Linked DNA regions of Arachis hypogaea: region 1 is linked to region 2. Evidence: chromatin contacts called from public Hi-C data. All regions are on one chromosome and are shown on one strand. Each heading gives the region's core, a stretch centred on a gene start, on an enhancer-like site or on the middle of the called end of the contact. The rest is flanking DNA. Distances are from core to core; before and after follow the strand shown.

What was found. Hi-C and Micro-C count contacts between places; a contact is called where the count stands out from the background.
Region 1: a Hi-C map of leaf shows a contact between it and region 2, with 4 times the contacts expected there. The contact joins the promoter of LOC112784210 here to the promoter of LOC112782682 in region 2. A contact is called at or near these places in 2 of 8 Hi-C or Micro-C datasets (leaf and an unstated tissue).

The regions. Positions count from the first base shown.
Region 1 is chr20:115,009,134-115,012,968 of arahy.Tifrunner.gnm2.J5K5, forward strand. LOC112784210 (2-oxoisovalerate dehydrogenase subunit alpha 2, mitochondrial) reads right to left here and starts at 1,564. Exons shown (of 9, transcript XM_025827339.2): 1 at 1,265-1,564. The coding sequence starts at 1,417.
Region 2 is chr20:114,495,173-114,499,065 of arahy.Tifrunner.gnm2.J5K5, forward strand. It overlaps LOC112782682 (probable polygalacturonase), which reads right to left and starts at 2,596. Exons shown (of 5, transcript XM_025825188.3): 1 at 1,856-2,596; 2 at 968-1,088; 3 at 411-585; 4 at 87-157. The coding sequence starts at 2,314.

The DNA of each region.
Region 1 (3,835 bases), core at 314-2,813, 510 kb after region 2:
AAATACTATTTAAATTTGTGTCAGCTCAGAAGAGGATTCCAACTTCCAGATTTTCAAATTTTGAATCAAGGATTTCACCTTGCAATTAGGTCATCAAGCTTCACGGTTTCATACTTAATAGCTACAGGTTTCACTTTCCAATGGGATCTTTATTAATCAGAGTCACCACAATTCTTACGATTTGGTCAACTATTTCATCGTTAAAGCCGGATTAAGGTTCATCGATGATCAACATTTTCCAATTTCATATCTTTAAAAGTAGATTTTGCAATTTTGGATCTCAACAAATATTACGGGCCTTCTAAAGTTTGTAAACTTTTTATAACCTAATACGAGTAAAGTATAACCCGAGATTGGGGATCCATTTCAGGAAGAAAGAAGTGTAGTCCATCAACGCGCCCGATAGGCATGTAATACAAGCCCAGACAAGCAAATTCATGGTTTAATGGAATGACATTACTTTCGCAAACGAAGAAATTGCCTCAAAACATTCGTGTCAAAGCACGGTTTAGGGACAGAGTGCGTTTGCTCAAATCAGTTCCGAAGTGAAATAATAATATCAATAATAATAATAATAATAATAATAATAATAATAATAAAAGAGGTGGGAAAATGTAGCAGTGATAAAGGGCCTGAAAGATCAGGAGAAATCAAATTCAGACGAGTGACACTGCTGATTATGATATTGCAAGTTTGTAAAAGAGGATTGACGAGGACCGTATATTGATCGAAGTCTCGTCAAGAAGCTACCTTGCTTTTTCATATGAACATACGCACACAAACAACACACAGACTTATAATTATAGCACTGGAAACACTGTTTCAAACTTGAATGCGAACATTGCGACGATGGTACTGCAGTCATGCAGTGCTTCCTGTCAGGTCATTATATAGGGATTGAAACTAGGGTTTTCTATTTGGGCCTCGGGCCCAAGTCCAGTAATTGAGACTCGTGTAAGTCCATTTTCAGTTCAACGGAAACTATAAATGTGGAGAAAAATCATTCCAAAAATAAATACATATCGGAGTAAAATAAAAAATTATATATTGCTGATGAAGATGATAAAAGAACAAGAAATCTTTACTCCAGTAAATCAAATATATATATATATATATTGAAAAAATAAATTAAAGAGATCAGATAGTACTAATTTGGAGGATAATCAAAGAAAAATACGTAGAAATACAGTCTGTCGTAGAAAATCACGAGTTAATGACCCAATCAGCATGCATTCTAGAGAGAGAGAGAGAGAGAGAGAGGTACCTGGTTAGCATCGTGGATGGAATTGAAGGTGGAAGGATTTTGAGCTATGGTGGATGCAAATCGGCGCGGAGAGAGAAGAGATAGTGGTGCATAGTTAGGTGTGAAGTTGAGCCTGGATTTGAAGTGGTTGAAGATGGTCTTCGATATCCACATCGTAGCAGATTGGGAGGAACAACCGAACAACAGAATCACGACACTTCCGGTGAGGTGAACCCAATTTTAACAAGTAACATTTAATTTAATATTGAGCTTTTTATAATTTTATAATAATTTGTTTTAGATTTAGTCTCGTGCGCTGAGGATTGAACGTTAATTGATAAGGATTGTGGATTCAACCACCTTTTTCTCTTTTGGGCTAAGGGATTCTCTTAAAGCCCATTTATTCGGCCTTTATTGACCCAATATATATCTCCATATTGTCTTTTTGCTTTATCAAGGAAATTTATTGATATTTTGTTTTTGGAATGCGGTAATTGTAATAGGACCAAGGAAATTAAAAACAAGAGGCCGAAAATATTGTACATAATTTGATAATTGCATTCAACATAATTAAAAGGAAAAAAGGTTTCCTGCCAAAAAAATAAAAAATAAAGGAAAATGTTTGAGAATAAAATTTTCAATAATTTATTTTAATCACTATTCAACCAACGTTTTGAACTTTTCTTTTTACTTTATTTTTAAAAAAAAAGTAAAGATAGAGAATTAATACTATAAGAGAAAGTCTAGGGAGCCAATGTGTTTGTTGTACACTGCATACAATGGGAGTTAATTTTGAATTAAAATTAAATTAATGGATAATTAATTAATTTTGAATTAATTCAAATTTAAATTTTTAAAAAAATAGGAATAGGAGCAGTTATAGGAGCACAACATAGACGACAGTTTATCAATACCGTATCGTCTCCATCATCTCCAAGTCTCAACGAAAACTACTCTCCCACCCGTCACTGACCCCCTGTCGGACTCGACTACCACCAGCGTCATAGGCCGCAAAGGCCCTCTTCCAGCAACACCAACACATTTGTTGTTCGATCTGCGTTGGACGGCAACCACACGGACAACCAGCGTGCACAGCAAGAGAGAGTGTGTGTTTCTTGTGCTTGATGTCGACGTCGCAAGTAGAAGGGGTTTCAAGTGTGGTTGCTCTTCCACCCCCGTCTCCCCGCCGGAGTTCATTAATGGAGTGCGTTGTGGCTGAACCGGTGGATTGTGTTCCATCTCCAGGCGGGAATGAGATTTCATCCAATCCAAATGAAAATATAGTTGAACCTCTCGTCGTCGATCCTGTGCAAATGACTAAGGTGAGCATCGTTACGTACGAAACACTTTTCAATGGATGGTCATTTTTATTTGAGTGGGGCAGTTTAGAATCAATGCAAGTGGCTTGTTTAATTGTATGTTGTTAATTGGTATTCAGATGCATCAACAACATGATTTAGTCAACGAAGCTTAGGAAGTTTTTTACATATCATTCTATTCTTATATGTATGTCAAATGTGTTTTTGGAAGAAAATACTTATTTGTTGAAGAAGCTTATATGTGAACCCATTAAAATAATCTATACTCCCTCATGAATAAAATACAGTGGCATGTAGGCAATGTTAGTGCAAGAGGTGTCAATTGAATTAGAGTTGTAGCCAATGGTATAATAGATAAAAAGGATATATTTTGATAATGAAAAGGAAGAATGCAGGAATTATATATTGATGCTTTTCATGTATTTGCTTCCTGCATGTTAGTATTAGAAGATGAGTATATGTATACAGTTATGCATGTTGCTCAATGTATGCATAAAGAAAGCATCTCTTAAAAGTAAAAATATGCACTAGTGGCTGGGAAACCAAGGAAGGACCTGTGTATAGGATTTGTACCTGATGCATGTTCAGATGTATGCTATGCAGTGTTAACGTGAAAGAGAGTAAGTAGTAGTCACAATAATTGTATAATATTTCAAATGAATTAATTGATTCAATTACCATGAGTAGCATTTAGATGCCTTTGGTGTAAAGCTTATACTGGTTGGGTGGATGAGTTGATCTATAAATTTAGTTCGTATTTTTTTGTGCTAGTAAGTGAGGTTTCATGTACATGATATTGAATAAAAATTATTTTTTTTATTGTTGTAATTTGTGTGTTTATGTTGAAAGTGCAGGCCACGCAAATGTTGGATGTTACTGATGTTGGAAGTGATGAGATGGATATTTGTGACAAGGTTTGGATTTTAGTTTAAATTTGTGCAGTCAGGATTCGCATTTTTGATGTCATAATTAATGGCTTTTTTTCTGTTTTTTTTATTTGATACGTAGTTGCCTGATCACGATTCCCTGGAGGAAGATGAAATACTAAGCATTGGAATGCGGTTTGCGAAGTTGCAACTAGCTCATGATTTTTATGTTAGCTACACCAAGAAAGTTGGATTTGCAACTAAGATAAGGACGACAATATTTGACAAGATCACGAAGAAACCCGTTAACCAGGCTATCCACTGTAATCGGGATCGCATCCGCGGGTCTCGTGTCAAAGCACCAACGCGCAAAAACCCGATTTCAGCCGCCGTGTGCAAGGCAAGAA
Region 2 (3,893 bases), core at 1,346-3,845:
CTAGACTATTGCTTGATTTATACTGAACATTTTGTCCTAGATTTCGTGCATTACTAAGGAAATGGATAGGGAAAAAATGGACAAACCTGGGTCTATGCCATCGGTATTTGGGGCATTAAGAGGAGCCAAGATTGTCATCCCTTTGATCACAACATTTCTGAAACAAAGCAATCTTGTCAATTAAATCACTTTCCCAAGTGTTTGTTGTCCAAAAGCCAAATACAAGGAAGCCACAATTAATTTTAGTTTTAAATTGATGCACTTAAATTGAACTTGCTACAACTCCAATTGTGCACAATGCAGAAGATCCCCAATCAGTTGAATTGAAACATTGGTGAATTCAACTAAAAATACATTAGAACTTAGAACACACTATAGCAGAAGAGACAAATAGCCAAAAAGGATGGTACCTGCAGTAAACAGGATGAATGGTCCAAAAAGGAGAATTTCGAAAGGTGAGGTTTGATATGAGAACATTATCGGAGTTAATTAGTTCAAGGAGGTGGCCTCTTGTGTGCTCCAATGTTCTGTTCCACCAAAGTTCCCACCACATCTTCCCTTGACCATCAACTGTCCCATTATCTCCTACATAAAACAAAACGTAAATATTTACATGTCTAATAAAAAAAAAAAATTGTGAGATTCACCAGTTTAACCTTCAATTTATTGTTTCGGGGATTTAAGCATTTTCTGACTTTTTTAAAAAAGGACATGAATATACCTATTAACTAACCCCCTTTCGACATTTGGTCTTCAAACCTGCTTTTTCTGCGATACATAGGTCCTGTCCCACACGTTACGGTGTCCGTGCTCTTGGCCACTAGCACCAATCACGGGACCCTTTATTTAAAACTATTTAAATAACCCCCATAAAAAGAAAGAAAAAAAAACCTACTTTTTCCTACTTAATTTGTTGTTAAGAAAAGTAATTGAAAGTAAAAAAGGAAAATAGGTTCACAAGTTTTACCTGTGATGATAACATTCTTGAGTCCATTTGCATGTATAAGGCTAATATGTCTTCCTCCTAACCTCTCTCTTCCTCTTCCATAAGATGGCAACGGCTCAATTATAGGCCATTCTTTTACGTCCTGGCAATTGAAAATTTTAACATTAAACAACTAGCAGTTCTTTCAGCAATTGGCATAATTAATTAATCAATTAATTAACACAAAGCTAAAAGCCTAAGGACAGAATAAATAAACAAAAAAGACCCACCAAGGATCAAGGTACAGAAGCATTATTATTTGGACGGTTCCATGTGATTGTTAATCCTAACCATATATAGTGAAAGAACAAACCATTCAAAAAGCTAAATCCCGCAGAAAGCTCCAAGAAAAACCGAAAATCATGTGATTTTCTTACAATTAAAAAAAAAGAGTGACTCAAAGATCAAGAACATTCGTTTTTTATGAGTAACTTTTTAGGCCCACATTAAATGAAAAGGGACAGAAAGCGAAATCACATGCAGATCCCTGAGCTGGTTTTGATGAATTCGCACATAGAAAGTAGAAAAACACCATTTTAATTATAAATATTTGGGTTAGGTTCATCTAGTGTAGTTAAATACAGTAGTAATAAACAAAAATAAAAATAGAAGACGTAGCTATTTAATACTTTATACACTGAAATTAAATAAATTTACTTTCCAGGAGCTCCCGTAGCAAGAGCCATTTCACGTAAAATACTATTACGATAAACATAACTGCAACTTTAATTCAGAAATGGGCATATATAGCAAGATTAACAGTAAAAAAAAAAAAAAAAAAAAAAAAAAAAAAAAAAAACAGAGACGAAATCAAAGTTGATAAAAAACAAAGAAAAGAATGTGAAGATCGAAAAAGTGGGGACACCTGACCTGAGAGGCCAAAAGAAGAGCACCTTGGTTCAAGAAAAGGGTGAAATCAGAGGTGAGATTGAAGGGAGCGGTGAGCCAAGTTCCGTTAGGGATATTAAGCTGGGACCCACCACGGTGTTGAAAGCGCTGCATGTAGCGAATGGCTCTCCTGAAGGCTTCGGTATTGGATGTTTTGCCGTCGCCGACGCCGCCGAAGTCCTTGATGGACATGACGAGCTTCCTCTTTGGAAGCGCCCTGAAGAAACCGGAGCATGTGATCGGATCCGATGCGGAGGAGGAAGGGACGGGTCGTTGCGGGCGAATGAGGGCCCAGTTGGGAGGAAAGAGGTAGGGAGTGGTGGTGGAGAGCTGAATGGAGAAGATGGCGATGAGGGTGAAGAGGAGAAAGAGGATGGACCATGAGGGTCTTGCACATGATCCTATCGTCACGCTTTGAAAGTTTGTTTTCTCCGATTCCATATCGACGGAGGAGTGGGCTGTGGCGGTGGCGAAAGGGATACGTGTATAGCTGATGGTTTTGACTTTTGTGGTGAGAGAGGTGCCCAAAATTGAGAGAATTTGTTTCTTGAATCTCCTACGGAAGGAGTGTGGGGTGGATGGGTGGGTCCGGCTTTGGAAATTCACAGAAAATACTTCTCAGACGGTTTTGTCTCCTGGGGTCTTCTAACTCTTTCCCTTGTACAACTGTACAACCATTTTGTTTAGAACAAGGTTATACGAGGAATAAAATTTATTATTTTTGTTCGATATTTATTAATTTTAAATATTATAGACTAAATTTTAAATTTTAATAAGTATAAATTATAAATATAAAGTATTATCCAAAATATTAGTTAATATTAATACAAATGATTAATCTTTAATATTTTTATTTATTATTTTATACGTTAAAAATATAGTTAAGTACGATTTTGGTTCATGTCGAAAACTTTTTTCGTTTCTAACCTTTTTTTCATACAAAATCGTTATTAAGGTTTAAAATCAAGTTTTAAAATTTTTCATTTTACTTAAATATTAAAATTTGGATCAAACAAGTATTTTACTTTGTTCTGACAGTATAGATTATGTATGACATAAAAGATTTATAAAATCAAACTACTTTTAAAAAAAAGTCCTAAACTGACAAAAATCTCCGACTAAGAAGGCCAATATCTCTGTAAACAAAAAATCAAATAATAAGATTTTTAGTTATTATCTTTACATTAAAAAAGTCTAATTTTTATTAATAATTAATTTTAATATTCATTATTTAAACTTTAAAATAATTTAACGTGTATACTTTTACATTTAATTAGGTGTTAAGTCTGTTGCACAAATAGAAATAATTAACTTTTATACTTGCTATTTAAAAATAATATTTTTTTTCTCTATGTATATAAAAATATAATTAGATATTAGTATAAAAAAAGTATACTACTAGTTATAAAATTAACTCAAAATTAATTTTTTTTAAACAATTGAATTTTGATTCTAACTTTTAATTATAACATTAGTATTCTTTCTAAATTATATATAATAAATATTTGAAAGATGAGAAATAAAAATATAGATTAAAAAGATAAGCGATAAAAATTTAAAAAATATGTATATAATAATAATATTTTTTATTTAAATTATATTATTTTGTTAATTTTATTTTCTGTAAAACAGAAAGGTAGAAAAAATAGAGAATAAAAGAAAGAGAGAGAAAGATAAAGATGAAGAATGAGAGTGAGAGTGAGAGTTTGTTAATTTTAGAAGAAAAATTTTATTTTGAGTTGTCAAATTACTAATATAAAATATAAAATATAAAATATAAAATATATATAGAGTGAAAATGGTAGAGAGAAATAGAAAAATGGAGAAAGGTAGATGAAATAATTTAGGAAGGAAATTTATTAATTTTGGAGAAAAATATTTTTCTCAATTTTAATAAGAGAGTGTCATGTGACACATTTGGTTATTAAATTAGATAGTAATATATGATACATAATATAGGTATATTTCAATTTTAATTTTAATACAATTAAAGAATGTCATGTTGCACATTTTGATTGTA